Linked DNA regions of Ovis aries: region 1 is linked to region 2. The links are chromatin contacts, called in public Hi-C maps. All regions are on one chromosome and are shown on one strand. Each heading gives the region's core, a stretch centred on a gene start, on an enhancer-like site or on the middle of the called end of the contact. The rest is flanking DNA. Distances are from core to core; before and after follow the strand shown.

Region 1 (6,580 bases), core at 3,929-6,428, 380 kb before region 2:
CGTTAATACGAGGGCTGGGAAACTGCACTCCAGAGTACCGCTGGGGGAACCTGGATAAAGGGCACACAGGATCTGTCTGTATTATTTCTTGGAACTGCAAGGAAACCTACAATTACCTCAAAACGAAGTTTCACTTTTTAAAAAAGCTTTCAAATGAGTTAGGGTATGAGGTTACATTAGGTCTATACACCAAAGGACTTCTTGATGGTCCAGCGGCAAAGACTCTGCACTCCCAATACAGGGGGCTCAGGCGTGATCCCTGGTCAGGGAACTAGATCCCACATGCCTCAACTAAGACCCAGAGCAGCCAGATAAATAATTTTAAAAAAAAGTCTAGGGACTTCCCTGGTGGTTCAGTGGTTAAGAATCTGCCTGCCCATGCAGGGGACACAGGTTTGATCCCTGGTCCAGGAAGGTCCCACACACGGAGGGGCAGCTACACCCATGCACCACAACTGCTGAGCCCACGATCTGCAAAAAGCCACCGCACTAAGGCCATGCACCCCAACCAGAGGAGTTCCCGCAACTAGAGAGGACCCGCTCACAGCAATGAAGACCCAGCACAGCCAAGTGAGTCGTGTTTTTTTAAGTCTACACACTGAGACTGGTTAGTACCTACTCTTCCAACATCTGCCACAACATTTCAGCAATAAATATTTCCCTCTCCAGAGATGACAGATGAATGATAATTCATTCAACTAACACTGCCATCTGACAATGCACTCTTAGTAATCTAGACACTAGCTACTGCATTAAACTGCACATAAGAGGATCTGTCTCAGCAGATAATGAGTTAGACCGTGGAACAGACACAGGACAAACTGACCAACAGAACACGAGAGTGCCCAGAAACAGACCCCCGCACACAGAAAGGGACATCACAGAGGGACACTGGGGTAGCCACCGAAACAAATTCATGACCCATGACCATGAGCCCAGTTTGAACAATACTGACTCTTACACAGCTTCAAGAGTGGCAGTTTATCAGTAACAATGTTCATTGTAGCTAGTCTGTATTAGGGGAAAAACTGCAGGCAACTCAAACGCCACAACAACTGATAAGCTGTGTGCTACTCACACCCTGGGGTACTGAATACACAGCAGTCAAAATGGATAACTCGAAGGAACATGGCGGAACCTCAGAAACACTTCTGAGCGGAGAGCACTCCCAGATTACATACTGCAGGATACGCTTTTGTAAAAGCTCAAAAACAAACAAAAGTATCTGCTCAGGGCTGCAAACTTAGTGGATAAAATTATACATTTTAGAAGAGAAGGAAGCAGAAGTCCATGAGGTTCAAGAAAGCAGTCACCTGGGTTTGGGGCTGTGGGGCAGCGGTGAGCATCGAAGCAGGGCCGTTGGAACGGGAGAAACCATCTGGACAGGCAGCACCAGTGACGAAGCCCCCACTCTGAGAGTGAGCGGCAGAGCAAGGGTGTGCATCTCTTTACCACCCTTCACAATTTACAGACGTGAACTGCTCTGTATACACCGAATTACACGTAAATAGGGACTTGGTGGCTAAGACTCCTGGCTCCCAGTGCAGGGGGCCCAGGTTCAATCCCTGGTCAGGAACTGGACCTCACATGCGGGAACTAAAACAAAAGATCCCACGGATCCGGTGTGCTGCAACTAAGACCCGGCACAAGCAAACAGATAAACTACGTGCAAACAGATAATAAAGAACCAATAACACAGAAGCCCACGACCCAGAATTTTTTAAAAATCTTTAAGCAACCGCCTCCTGCTCATGATTGATAAAACTTGACAGGCTGAACCGGCCCCATGATTACGTGATGGGCTGAAAAAGGTCAGAATCCGGTCAGGACACAAGTGTTCTAACGCCCACCAGTTGTTTCCCTACCTGTCCTGGAAGGCACTAAAGTGCACCTCTGGATCTCAAGTGGGCTCCCGTGACACAGCGATGTCTCAAAATCAACATTCAAGTGCGTCAACAAGTAACAACAGTGAAAGAAGAGAAGATGGTGGGAGGCGCAGGCATGGCTCCCCAGGTCACCCCAGCACTCCCACTCCCCCGGGTCTCTATGTGTTCCCTGAGCACGAAGCGGCGGCGAGTCCTGGGAGCAGCATCTACGCAAGCCCTCCTGTGACCACCACAGGGAGGTAAGGACTGAAATGTACAAAACCCACTGAAGACATGACTCTAGGATGGTTTTCGGTCTACATTTCTGATTTTCAGGCCCAAATGATGAAGACACTGTGTATAGAGAGGCACTCTTTAATACACAAGGACATGCATCGCAGAGGCCGTCCAGAGAGTTCAACCAGAGCTGACAAACGCGCACACGTGCCGATCTAGTCCGGTCTCAGAACATCGCCACGGACAAAGGACGCTTCAGGGAAAGAGGCGGCCTAGCCATCGTGCAAGTGCTCTGCAACAGGTTTCCTCTCGCCCTGACAGCACGACCTGCACGGAGAGGTGACAGAGGCGCCTGGTGGGACCACACTCGGCCCAATCACGGGAAGGGACCACGAGGTGCCGCTCCTAGTTTCAGCCACGACCACACACACAGCGGGACATCTCCGCTTCTGTTATCTGGACAGATTTCACAGCTGACTGTGAGCTTTCATAAAAACACTTGGGGTCAGAAGTGGAATTCAAACACGACAAGGCCGAGCACTTCGCGGGCCTCTCTGGAAGTTACTGACCATCACACTCCACCAGGAGAGTCGTTACAGCAAGAACTAGAGGCCGGGATTAAGAGGACATGGGAGGGAGTTTTGGGAAAACTGGAAAAGTCCATTTCTGGACCCCAGGAAGAAGATAAAGCCAAAGGCTCTTCAGTTCACCATCACCTGCCGGATCCCATCCTGTGCGGTGGCCTGAGGTAGGGTTGGCAAGTACACACCACCAGTGGCCAGGACACCTCTGCCCAGACCCGTCCTCCACTTTAGTAAGCAAAATACCCTCACTGAGGGTTTAATCGCTCTGCTTCCGAGCCTCCCCTTCCCCTCAACAGGTAATTCTATTTCCCCAACTAAGCAAGATAAGGGCTCACTGAAAGGCCAAAGGCCAGAGAGACAGACTGCCACCAGGACAGGGTCACAGGCGGCCTGCCACCTGACATTACACTGCAACTGCCAAATGAGTAAGAGAATGAATGGACTGCGGCAGGCTTGTTTATAGAAGGCAGGAAGGGTAACCACCGGCCTACCCCTGGCTGGTTCAGACGGGATGACAAATGAGACAGATATACCGAAAGAAGATACAACTATTTCACAACTTAGCAGGAACGTCACCACCAGAGAGGACATTATAAGGAATCTCACACCCAGCCAAGTTAACTGAGAAACCCAGGCTACCAACCCCACATCACTAACTGATTTCACACCCACTGTGGCATTCGGTCTACAGACAACCTGGAAAAGTTCAAATGCCCTTAGGCCTGACTCTGACCAAAACACTTCATCAGTCCTTTTGAGACTCTGTGTCCTCGTCCGTAAAATGAGATGGGAGCTCCATCTCTTCCCCTCCAAGACTACTCCACTCTCTCCCCTCCCTGTCCTGAGACCCACCATGTGGACCACATCCATGGGGTCTCTGGGTCTCGGGGTTCCAGCAGGATTTGCCCAACAGGCCATGTGGAAGCGAGGCACTGAAGTAGGTCAGGGTACTTCTTGCCCACCCTCCTTCCTGATGGGAAACGGGGGCTACCTCCCTGGAACAAACATCTCAACTCCTCTCAGGGATCCTCTCCACAAACTATCTAGAAAACCAGTCACTCCATCACCTCTACAGGACTAAAGTGGACACCTAAAGGTCCTGCTACTACTAGCCCTGGGAAACCAAACCTTTGCTCCTGACTTCCCTGCCCCAGACTCAACAGTCTCTCCATTGCTGTGCTGTGCCCAGTCTTGTCCGACTCTTTGTGACCCCACGGACAGTAGTCTGGCGGGCTCCTCTGTCCATGGGATTGCTCAGCCAAGAATCCTGGAGTGGGTTGCCATTTCCTTCTCCAGAGGATCCTCCTGACCCAAGGATTGGATCCATCTCTCCTGCACTGTCAGGCGGATTCTTCACCACTGAGCCACCTGGGAGGCCCAGTCTCTTTATGGACCTTTATTCCAAACTCTCCTAACTTGAATGTGCCACCTACTTCCTGCTGGGATCCTAGATTACATAGGAGACACCAACACCTGTACCTTCTAAAGTTACAGATTAGAAATCACATAGCTACTATTGCCAGGCCCCGAGCCCTGATTACCGTTAGGACAATTCTCTGGGCGGGAACCGTTTGTCCCAGTTTACAGAGTGGAGGATGAGAGACGTTATAATATTGGCCCCAGCACACACGGGTGTGGAAGAGCTAGAACTGGGGCCTTAGCCTCCAGACGCTATTCCGTTTCTATTATCACCGTCACGGTCACTATTTTCCCTACCACGCCAGAGCTCCTTATCTTCGTCATTCCTACAAGCAAACTACTCTTCTTGGAGGAAAATAATCTTATTTCTAGGCCTGGACACAGTTGACCCGTATGGCTAAGAGCGGGAGTTGCGGAGTCGATTCAAAGTTCAAAGCCTGACTCGCCACTTGCACTAAGTGTAATGGTGACAAGAGAATTCCCTCCACCGGGAGCCTCAGGGTCCTCCCACAAAACGGGAAATACAGCAATTCCCTCGCCGGGTTCTGGCGAGGGTTCAATAGGATAACACTTGCGAAGCACCTGGCGAGCAGTAAGCGCTCCGAGGACCGGAGACGCGCTGGGACACTGCGATTTGGAGGCTTTGGCGCTTTATATTACTTCCGAGGACCACGGAGGTGGGCCGGGGCCTGGGAACCCGAGGGAGAGAGCCCGCCGCCGCCGCCCACGCCCGCGCCCACCTGCTCCTCCAGCCGCTCTATCTCCAGCTGATTCTTCTCCTCTTCGTCGTACCCCCACTCGTACTCCCCAGGGGAGCTCTCGGCTGAGGAAGCCATGGCGTACTCCTCATCTCCATCGCTCTCACTCACGCCTTCCTCCTGCTGGTCCCACTCTGGCCCCATGGTCTTGTACGTCGCGGCGGCCACGGCCCGCGATAACACCTTCCTCCTCGCCCGAGCCGCCTTAGCCTCATCCTCCTCTCCTTCGGCCTCGGGCCCGGCCTTGGGCTCAGCCTCCGCTTCAGAAGCCGATGCTGCGGCCGCCGTCGCCATCTTGGACTTCCAGAGACTCCCGGGTCCTCACTTGGCCGCCAAAGACCCGCAGTAGTTGGAGCTGCCCGCGGCGCGCGCCTGGTCAAAATCCCGCCCGTCTGCCACCTGAAGAGAAACTATGCGCCTCGGATGACATGGAAATCTCGAAATACACGAGATTCATGTTATTTTATATACTTTCAGTAGCTCTTGTTCGAATAAAAAAGCTCACCAACAGGGCATGCGTTTCGGCACAACGTCGGACAGCAGTTGGGTCCTTAGGCAGGAAGTGGAAGCCATAGAGGCAGCCACTGAGTGAGCGTGATGGTTGTAGTTAAGGGTTTGGCGCCATCTTGAGAAGGTCAAAAATGATTCTTGGAATAAATATCTTACCACCTAGTCTGACCTGGCGCGTGAGTCAGTCTCCCCAGCAACTGAGCCTCAAACGCGCAAAAAAGTCTTAAGTCCTCAGGGAAGGATCGATTGCACCATTCATGAGAATAACTCATTTCCCAGAGATTCCTTCTCTTTATCTAATGCCTGGCGCCTAGCACTTAAATACACGTGAGTTTTGATTTTATAGGATCATATTCTGCAAACCAGTATCAATAAATTACATTAATAAATATTTACTTAGAATCTCTTCATTGCTATATCTTGTGATTTAATCTGTGCCAGTTTGCTTTTTAATAGAGACATAAACATATACAATTTTTAAAATCAGAGCAAAGTATTCTTTCCTTTAGTTAAGCTTCTCACTTTAGTGGTAGAAAAGCCTTGGTGGGTCTATTTATTGCCTTGCTCCCTCAGTAGCAAGCTTAATTGTGTCGTCTTGGGTTGTTTTCCCAAAGCACCCTGACAAAAAGTAGATACTCAACACAAGATTTGCTCAATGGATGAAGAACTGTCCTTGAATTAGTACAAAAAAGATCGAGGTTTACAATGACACTATGTTTCACTTAGCAGCACACAGCCAGTTAGGAGCAGAAATGGGATTCTAACTCAGGACTGTTCAAGTCAGAATCCCAACTGGGCCCCTCTGGGCAACCTAGGGCAAGTTACTAAACCGTTCTGATCCTCAAATTCCTAAGCTGCAAAATAGAGCCAAGAAGGGTGGACTGGTTGAGCCTCTGCGCCGAAATAGGCGGTGGGGCTTTGTCAACGCAAAGCTGGGTCCTGATTTCCTGCTCAAGGATCCTCAAGATTCAGAACCCAGCTCGGTGGACCAGCCCTCGAACGATTTCAAACCTTTAGGCTCCGCGCCGCGGGAACAAAACGGGGACACGTGAACGCAGCGGGAGGGCGCAGGCGCAAGGTCGCCGGTACTTTAGAGGGTGCGCGCTCCCAGCAGGGAGCCGACTCGCGCACGCGCCCCTCCCCTCGGCCGCGCGCTCCACCTGCGCAGGCGCAAGCCCTCAAGATGGCGGCGGCTGGAGCGGGCCGT
Region 2 (6,649 bases), core at 155-2,654:
GCGGGATCACCAGTGGTTTGGGAGCAGCTGGTTGATGGCATCTGTCCCTGGGGATTAACGTGGTGTCCCGACAGGGAGCTGGGCCACCAGCATATTGTCGTAGGTAGGAGCACGAATTCTGCAATCAGACCCTTGTAACTTCCACTTGTCTCCACTGAAGCTGTGTGGTTCCTACAAATCCCTTAACATCTCTGGTCTTGAATTGCCTTCTAGGCACAGTAGGAACTACAAAACCCATGCCATGAGGATTAAATAATGAGAGGATGTGTGAGACGATGCTGCTGTTCTCCAAACAAACGTCAGTTTTCATCCTCGCCGGTTTTTGATTATTTTCTGTCTACAGTTCCTTCACCCACTTGCCACCTGAGGGGCATTTGGGTTGTTTCCAGTTTGGGGAAAATCCAGATATGGTCATTATATCGATTTATGTACAAGCTCTCCTGTGAATACAGATTCTAATTTCACTCAGGTTAATAGTTACGAATGGGATTGCAGGGGCACATGTTAAGTCTATGTGTTAAATGGGCTTCCCAGGTGGCGCTAGATGGTAAAGAACCACTCCTGCCAATGCAGGAGACATAAAAAACGCGGGTTTGATTCCTGGGTGGGGAAGATCCCCTGGAGAAGGAAATGGTAACCCTTTGCAGTATTCTTAGCTGGGAAATCCTAAGGACAGACGAGAGTGTATGTGTTACTGTATACAAAATTGCCAAACTGTTTTTCAAAGTGGCTTTTATGTTATTATTTTTAAAAATAATTTAAAACGGCTGAAGACAGAAATAAGCAAGGAAAGAATAAGATCACTTGGAGGGGAGCGTGCACCATGTGGAATCCTATTTCCCTGATGAGGGATCGAACCTGTACGCTCTGCACTGGAAGCACAGGGGCCTAACCACTGGACCGCCAGGGAAGTCCCTAAATAAGATCATTTTGGATGAAGCTGTAAATAGTGTCCGGCTAGAAAGTGGGGCAGGGGAAGACCCTTCAGAGGACGGGTGTCGAGTAGAGACAAAAGTTTTCCAGGCAGGGGGAGAGCGCCCGCAAGGTGTAAAGACCACAGGAGGGACAAACTGGGGATGTTCCGTGATTGTTTTTTTTAAACCGTTAAAATAAAAAATTGAAGTATAGTTAATTTGAATGCTAATTTCACACCCATAGCAACCCTATGGGGCGGGACTTAAAGTTTTTACTGGCTGAAAGGTGGAGGGACTTGCCCAGGGCAGAGGGACGATGGCTGAGAATAATGAACAAAACAGTCAAATAGCTGAGCGAACCGACCTAAGGAACTCCGCCCTTTTCCAAACACAGTTCGAAACCCCACTAGGCCCCAGGGTTCTCGCGTCTCAGCCCCTCCCGCACATGCGCGCTGGGGCCTCCACCGCCCCCCGCCCAGAATCCCATTTGGAGCATGCGCGGGCGGCTTGGCGCCAACTGTTGACCACCGCGGCTGGCGCCAAACTCGCGGGACCCCGGGCGGCGCGCGTTGGCTTCTTCCTCGGCTTCGGGATGATCGGCCAGAAGACGCTCTACTCCTTTTTCTCCCCGAACCCCGCCAGGAAGCGAAGTGCCTGCAGCCCCGAGCCGGCCGACCCGGGGACCGGCGTGGCGGCCGTAGCTCAGAGCGGGGATGTGGCGGTGAGGAGCGGTTAGGGGTGGGGGGACCTCTCGTGGGGCCAGGGTTCAGGGAGGCCGAAAAGGGTGAGGGGGGTGAGGAGGGCGGCGGACCCCGCGAGAGGGACCCGGGCCGAGGGGTTGTGGGAATGTGCAGCTGACTGGGTGAACGGGGGCCGCCTCCACGTGTTCAAAACAGCCGCCTTAGCGCCCCATCGGCGGCCATGCTGAGGGGCCAGCCAATGGGGGCGAGCCTCAGGGCCCACGCCGCCAATCAGAGGCGAGGGGGCCGGCCCGCCCTCCAATCAGAGGAGGGAAGGGGTGGGCCCCGGCGGGGAAGGTTTTTGCCGCGAAAAGACAGCGTGGGGACGCCAGTGGCGGGGCCCGAGGGGGCGGGGCGTCGGCGTCCCGAGCCCCATTCGCAGCCAACCCCTCGCGAGGCGCCGCGAGTCTTCCTCACAAACCCTTCTGCTCCCGCGTTGTTGTGGTTCTAAACTCGAAAATGGGGGCCGCGGCCTGCTAGTGCCTGATCGGGATCAGCCCAGGGCCCCCGGGCCTAAAACCTCCCGCGAATGGGGGTCCTCTGCCCGGGGCCGTTGGGGTGGGGGCGGAAGCTGCGCGTGCCCGGGAGAGGCCCGCTGCAGCTGCTGAGCCGCCTCTGCGGGGACTGCCTACAGGCCAGCCCCGCCAAGAAGCCCCGGGCCGGGCCGGAGGAGCCCGGCACGCCGCCCTCGTCGCCGCTGAGCCCGGAGCAGTTGATCCGCATCCAGAGGAACAAGGCGGCCGCGCTGCTCAGACTCGCGGCGCGTAACGTGCCAGTGGGTTTTGGTGAGAGTTGGAAGAAGCACCTCAGCGGGGAGTTCGGGAAGCCATACTTCATAAAGGTAAACTTGGAGGCTGCGGGCATCTTGCGCATAGAGCGCGCCAAGCCCACGGTTGTACGAGATTGCTTTCGTGGTTCCTCCTTTCCCTTCTTCAAAGTTCTTTTCATGCTCAGGGGGTAAAATACAGTCAAGGTGTTTTCAATCTGCAGTTTAAAGTTTTTAAAAGGCTGTGAGATGATATCATAGCTTCTTTTAAAAGTTTTTAACAGTAACTAAAAATTTTTTTTTAATGTCACTACTATTTTGATATTTTAAAGTTTGTTTTTATTTAGTTTTGACTGTGCTGGGTTTTTAATTTTTTTAAAAATAGGAGTGTGGTTGCTCTACAATGTTGTGATAGCTATCACAGCTTCTACTAACCCGTTTAGTCACTTAGTCTGCTCTCAAGGAAAGAGTGGTGAAGTAAAACCACAAACTCGACAGACTAAAAATCTGGGTTTAAAAAAAAGGTAAAAAAGGGGGAGCGGTTTGCACCCGCGCGGGAAATCAGGGCCGCAGAGCCAATCAACTTGGACCCAGCCCAAAGAAAGCCCGAGGGTATTGAAAGGTCGGTGGGGTGCGGGGACTGTTTCAGATTTCCCCGGCAGAATTTGGGTATAAGACTTGGAAAAGGTTTAGGTAATAGTTCTTCCAACTGAAACTTTCTTACTGAATTCTTAGCTTTCCTGTGAGAATGTGGTTTGTAAACCTCGTTTATCTTCTCGTCAGCTTATGGGATTTGTTGCAGAAGAAAGAAAACATTACCCTGTTTATCCTCCCCCTCATCAAGTCTTCACGTGGACCCAGATGTGTGACATAAGAGACGTAAGTACAAGTTGTGGCTGAATTTTACTAAAATTACTAAAACGGGAGTGGGATTCAAATGGCATTTCTTAATTCGGGGCAGTGGAGTTAAACCACTACTCATAATGTAGAAAGAACACTGAAATTGTGAGGTTTGGCAGGCTGTCTTACTGTGTGCCGTTTATGCAACAAAAAAAGAGAAGTTTGTGCATATGTGCATGTGCTGTGACTTTTTTTAAAAAATTCTGGAATGGACCCCATGCCCATGCGAGGTATTATTGTGGTGGTGGGAAAACTGAGGCAGGAAGCAGTTAAGTGTCTTTCGACTGGTTCCCAGCAGCTCCACCTTGACTGGTATCTCTGTTCTTTCTGTGTGACTGCACTGCCTTGTCGCTGACTTCTGGCTTGAACATGTCTGCTAAAGACATCTCTTTGCTTTAGTTCATTGTGTGCAATGGCTGCGCACTGGGAGCTCTGGTCGCCTCAGACTCCTGTCCAGAAGCTTGATGGTGCCTTCGCATAGTTCATGGCGAGTTCACAGGAGAACACACAGCTGCTTCCCAGCCTCACCTCCACCTCCCATTCTCCTGGTTTGGAGTGGGACCGGTTGGTGACTCTCCTCACTTTTGTCTTTTGAAAACCAGCTAGAGCCGTCTCTGGCACCTCCCGGAAGGAAGCCTGTCCCCTGCCACCTTTGTGATGTGGATTTCCTCTAAACCTTCAGTATCTGCTTGCAGTGGAGGTGTTCTAGTTTTTGTTCTCCTTTTTCCTTACTGATTTTATAAGCTGAGGGTGGGAATCCCATGACTTAGTAAGTGTCTTAAATCAAAGAGAAGCAAAATTGTTGAGGAAGCCATCATGATAAGGTTGCCACTCCTAGAACTTAGCAAATGTCTCAATTTTCATTTTAGAGCAAGTACTTTTAACTTACCTCCTTGTTTATAGAGTTTGAAAAAAGAACCCTTAAGTCCTATTAAATTCAGTGCTGGGTTGCCCCTTGTTCAAAGTATGTGCTGTTTTGAATATCAGCAAGCAATACTGTAAAGAAAGAATAAGTAAAGAGCATGAGACTTCTGAGAATCAGATAACCTGGGGGCTTCTTTGCCCATGAGCGTATGGAGGGCAGGGATGTTACCTGGCTCCGCCTAGGCCCTTATCTAGGACCAGAACGGGAAAGCTTTGGTCCTGGATACGTTTCTTCAAGAATATGCTGGGGCCCACGTGGATACCAACCAGGGGGACAAGAGAGGTCCATAAAAGTGGCCGGGTCCAGTCTGGGTTCTTAAGGATACAGTGTACTTCAGCCATGGAGGAAGATGTTAAGGAACAGGACAGGGGTGCGGGTATGAAGAGAGGTGGGTGGGCATCCATCAAAAGGCCTAGTAGTATGCTAACACTGACCTTGACAATGACCTCAGTTTCCTCAGGGGCCATCCCTTAAGAGGACAGGCCGACCTCGTTTTATTTCACTTCACAGATGACTGCAGTTTTCACAAATTGAAGTTTTGTTGCACTGTCAAATGATGGTTAGCATTTTTTAGCCATAAAGTACTTTTTAATACGATCTGTGCTTTTTTTTGATCTCATACAGTTGGACAGTTTGGGAACCAGAACATTTACATGACTTGTTTTTTATTGCCATACTCACTTAATGAGGAGATCTGGAATCAAACCCACAGTATCTCCTCGGTGTACCTGTCCAGGGGAACAGGCACCTTCATAATGCAGCTGGTGGAGGATGGGAATTTCTTTTAATCTGTCGAAAAGCTATCTGAAATATGTCTGAAAATTTTAAATACACTTATCCTCTGACCAGCAACTCCACTCTTCTGAATCTGTTCCATAGAAATAAAAGCAACAATGGGACTTTCCTGGCATCCAGTGGTTAGGACTCCTCACTTGCAATACAGAGGGCACAGTTTCCATCCCTGGTCAGGGAATTATTAATAAGATCCGGCATGCCACATGGCGTGGCCGAAAAAAGCAACAGTATGTAAAGATAGATATAGTAGGGTGTTTACCTCATTGTCTTTTGTAAGGGAAAAAATTGGGAAACCAATTGACTGCCCGTTAATGATTGAGCTCTATTGACTTAAAGGAGACTCACAATGTATGACATGAGAAACACAAAAACTTTAGAGTGATGAGTCCAGTGACCCTCATTATATGGCTGATTATAAACAGTTGGATCAAGATGGGATAGAAGTGACCACTTGGCATGTTTCTGGATGGTCATACTGTAACAAGGGGGTAACTCTTTTTGTAATTTGAAAAACAAAGGGGATGGAAGCAAAGTTGATCCCCAATTGTTTCAAATATCCAGGTCGGAAAAGGGAAGGGACGTTGCAGGAGGTGACTGAGGGAAGGATAGCTTGGTCATGCAGAGCCATAGGGCCAGGCCCCACCCCCGCCCTTCCGGGGCCCTGAGTGGGATCGGGTTGGGGCTGCCCTTGCCTCGGTGCCCTGCTGTGTGAGTTGGCAGCAGCCAGCTGTCCATTCGCACTGTTTGATCCTCGCCGTCTGGTGTTCACAGGTGAAGGTTGTCATCTTGGGACAGGATCCATATCACGGACCCAATCAAGCTCATGGGCTCTGCTTCAGTGTTCAGAGACCTGTGCCGCCCCCGCCCAGGTAGGCAGGCTGTACTGGTGGCTCCAGTCGTGACTGCTTTCAGATGCGGGCTTTGCGGGTTACAGGGGCGCCTGTCTGTGGGACCTCCACTCGCCTTTGGAGCAGGATTTCTCATTCTCGGCACTGCTGACATTTGGGGCTGGGTCTTTGTTTTGGTGCAGGCTGGGACTGCCCTGTACGGTACTCAGCAGCACCTCTGGCCAGCAGTACTGCTCCCTACTTGTGATGATAAAAAGTGCCTTCAGACATTTCCAGAAGTCCCCCGGAGGGTAGAAATCACCTCTGGTCAAGAACCCCTGCTTTGGAGGATTTCATGTATCATTTGTAAATGTAATAAACTTATTAAAGATACAAACTTTAAACCCATCGCCTGAGGGTGGTGGTAAATCCTGGGCTAATTTGCTGGGTTTTCCAAAGTTCTCTTCCCTAAATGCTAGCAGTGACTGAGGTAAAGGGCTTCCCCAGGTGTGCCTGTCAGAAAGGAGGGGCAGCCCCAAGGGCTGGCTTTGTAGGCCGTAATTTGCATGTGTGCTGGCGGGTCCTAAACTTTCAGAATGGTACTTAAGATTGTGGGGTTTTTGTTTTTCTTTTGACTTGCTTTCAGTTTGGAAAACATTTATAAAGAGCTGTCTACAGACATAGATGGTTTTGTTCACCCTGGTCATGGAGATTTATCCGGATGGGCCAAACAAGGTAAGCTAACCACAGCTAGATGTGTTTTGGGTGGATTTCAAGAGTCT

What was found. A called contact is a pair of places that touch in the nucleus more often than the background predicts.
Region 1: a contact with region 2 is called in a Hi-C map of hypothalamus, with 2.6 times the contacts expected there. The contact joins the promoter of SART3 here to the promoter of UNG in region 2. A contact is called at or near these places in 8 of 16 Hi-C or Micro-C datasets (blood, hypothalamus, liver and 3 more).

What each region holds. Positions count from the first base shown.
Region 1 is chr17:64,531,260-64,537,839 of ARS-UI_Ramb_v3.0, reverse strand. SART3 (spliceosome associated factor 3, U4/U6 recycling protein) reads right to left here and starts at 5,178. Exons shown (of 19, transcript XM_027956663.2): 1 at 4,846-5,178. The coding sequence starts at 5,157. ISCU (iron-sulfur cluster assembly enzyme) reads left to right here and starts at 6,546. Exons shown (of 5, transcript XM_027956661.2): 1 at 6,546-6,580. The coding sequence starts at 6,557.
Region 2 is chr17:64,143,319-64,149,967 of ARS-UI_Ramb_v3.0, reverse strand. UNG (uracil DNA glycosylase) reads left to right here and starts at 1,404. Exons shown (of 7, transcript XM_027956650.3): 1 at 1,404-1,635; 2 at 2,289-2,495; 3 at 3,204-3,299; 4 at 5,812-5,909; 5 at 6,514-6,602. The coding sequence starts at 1,507.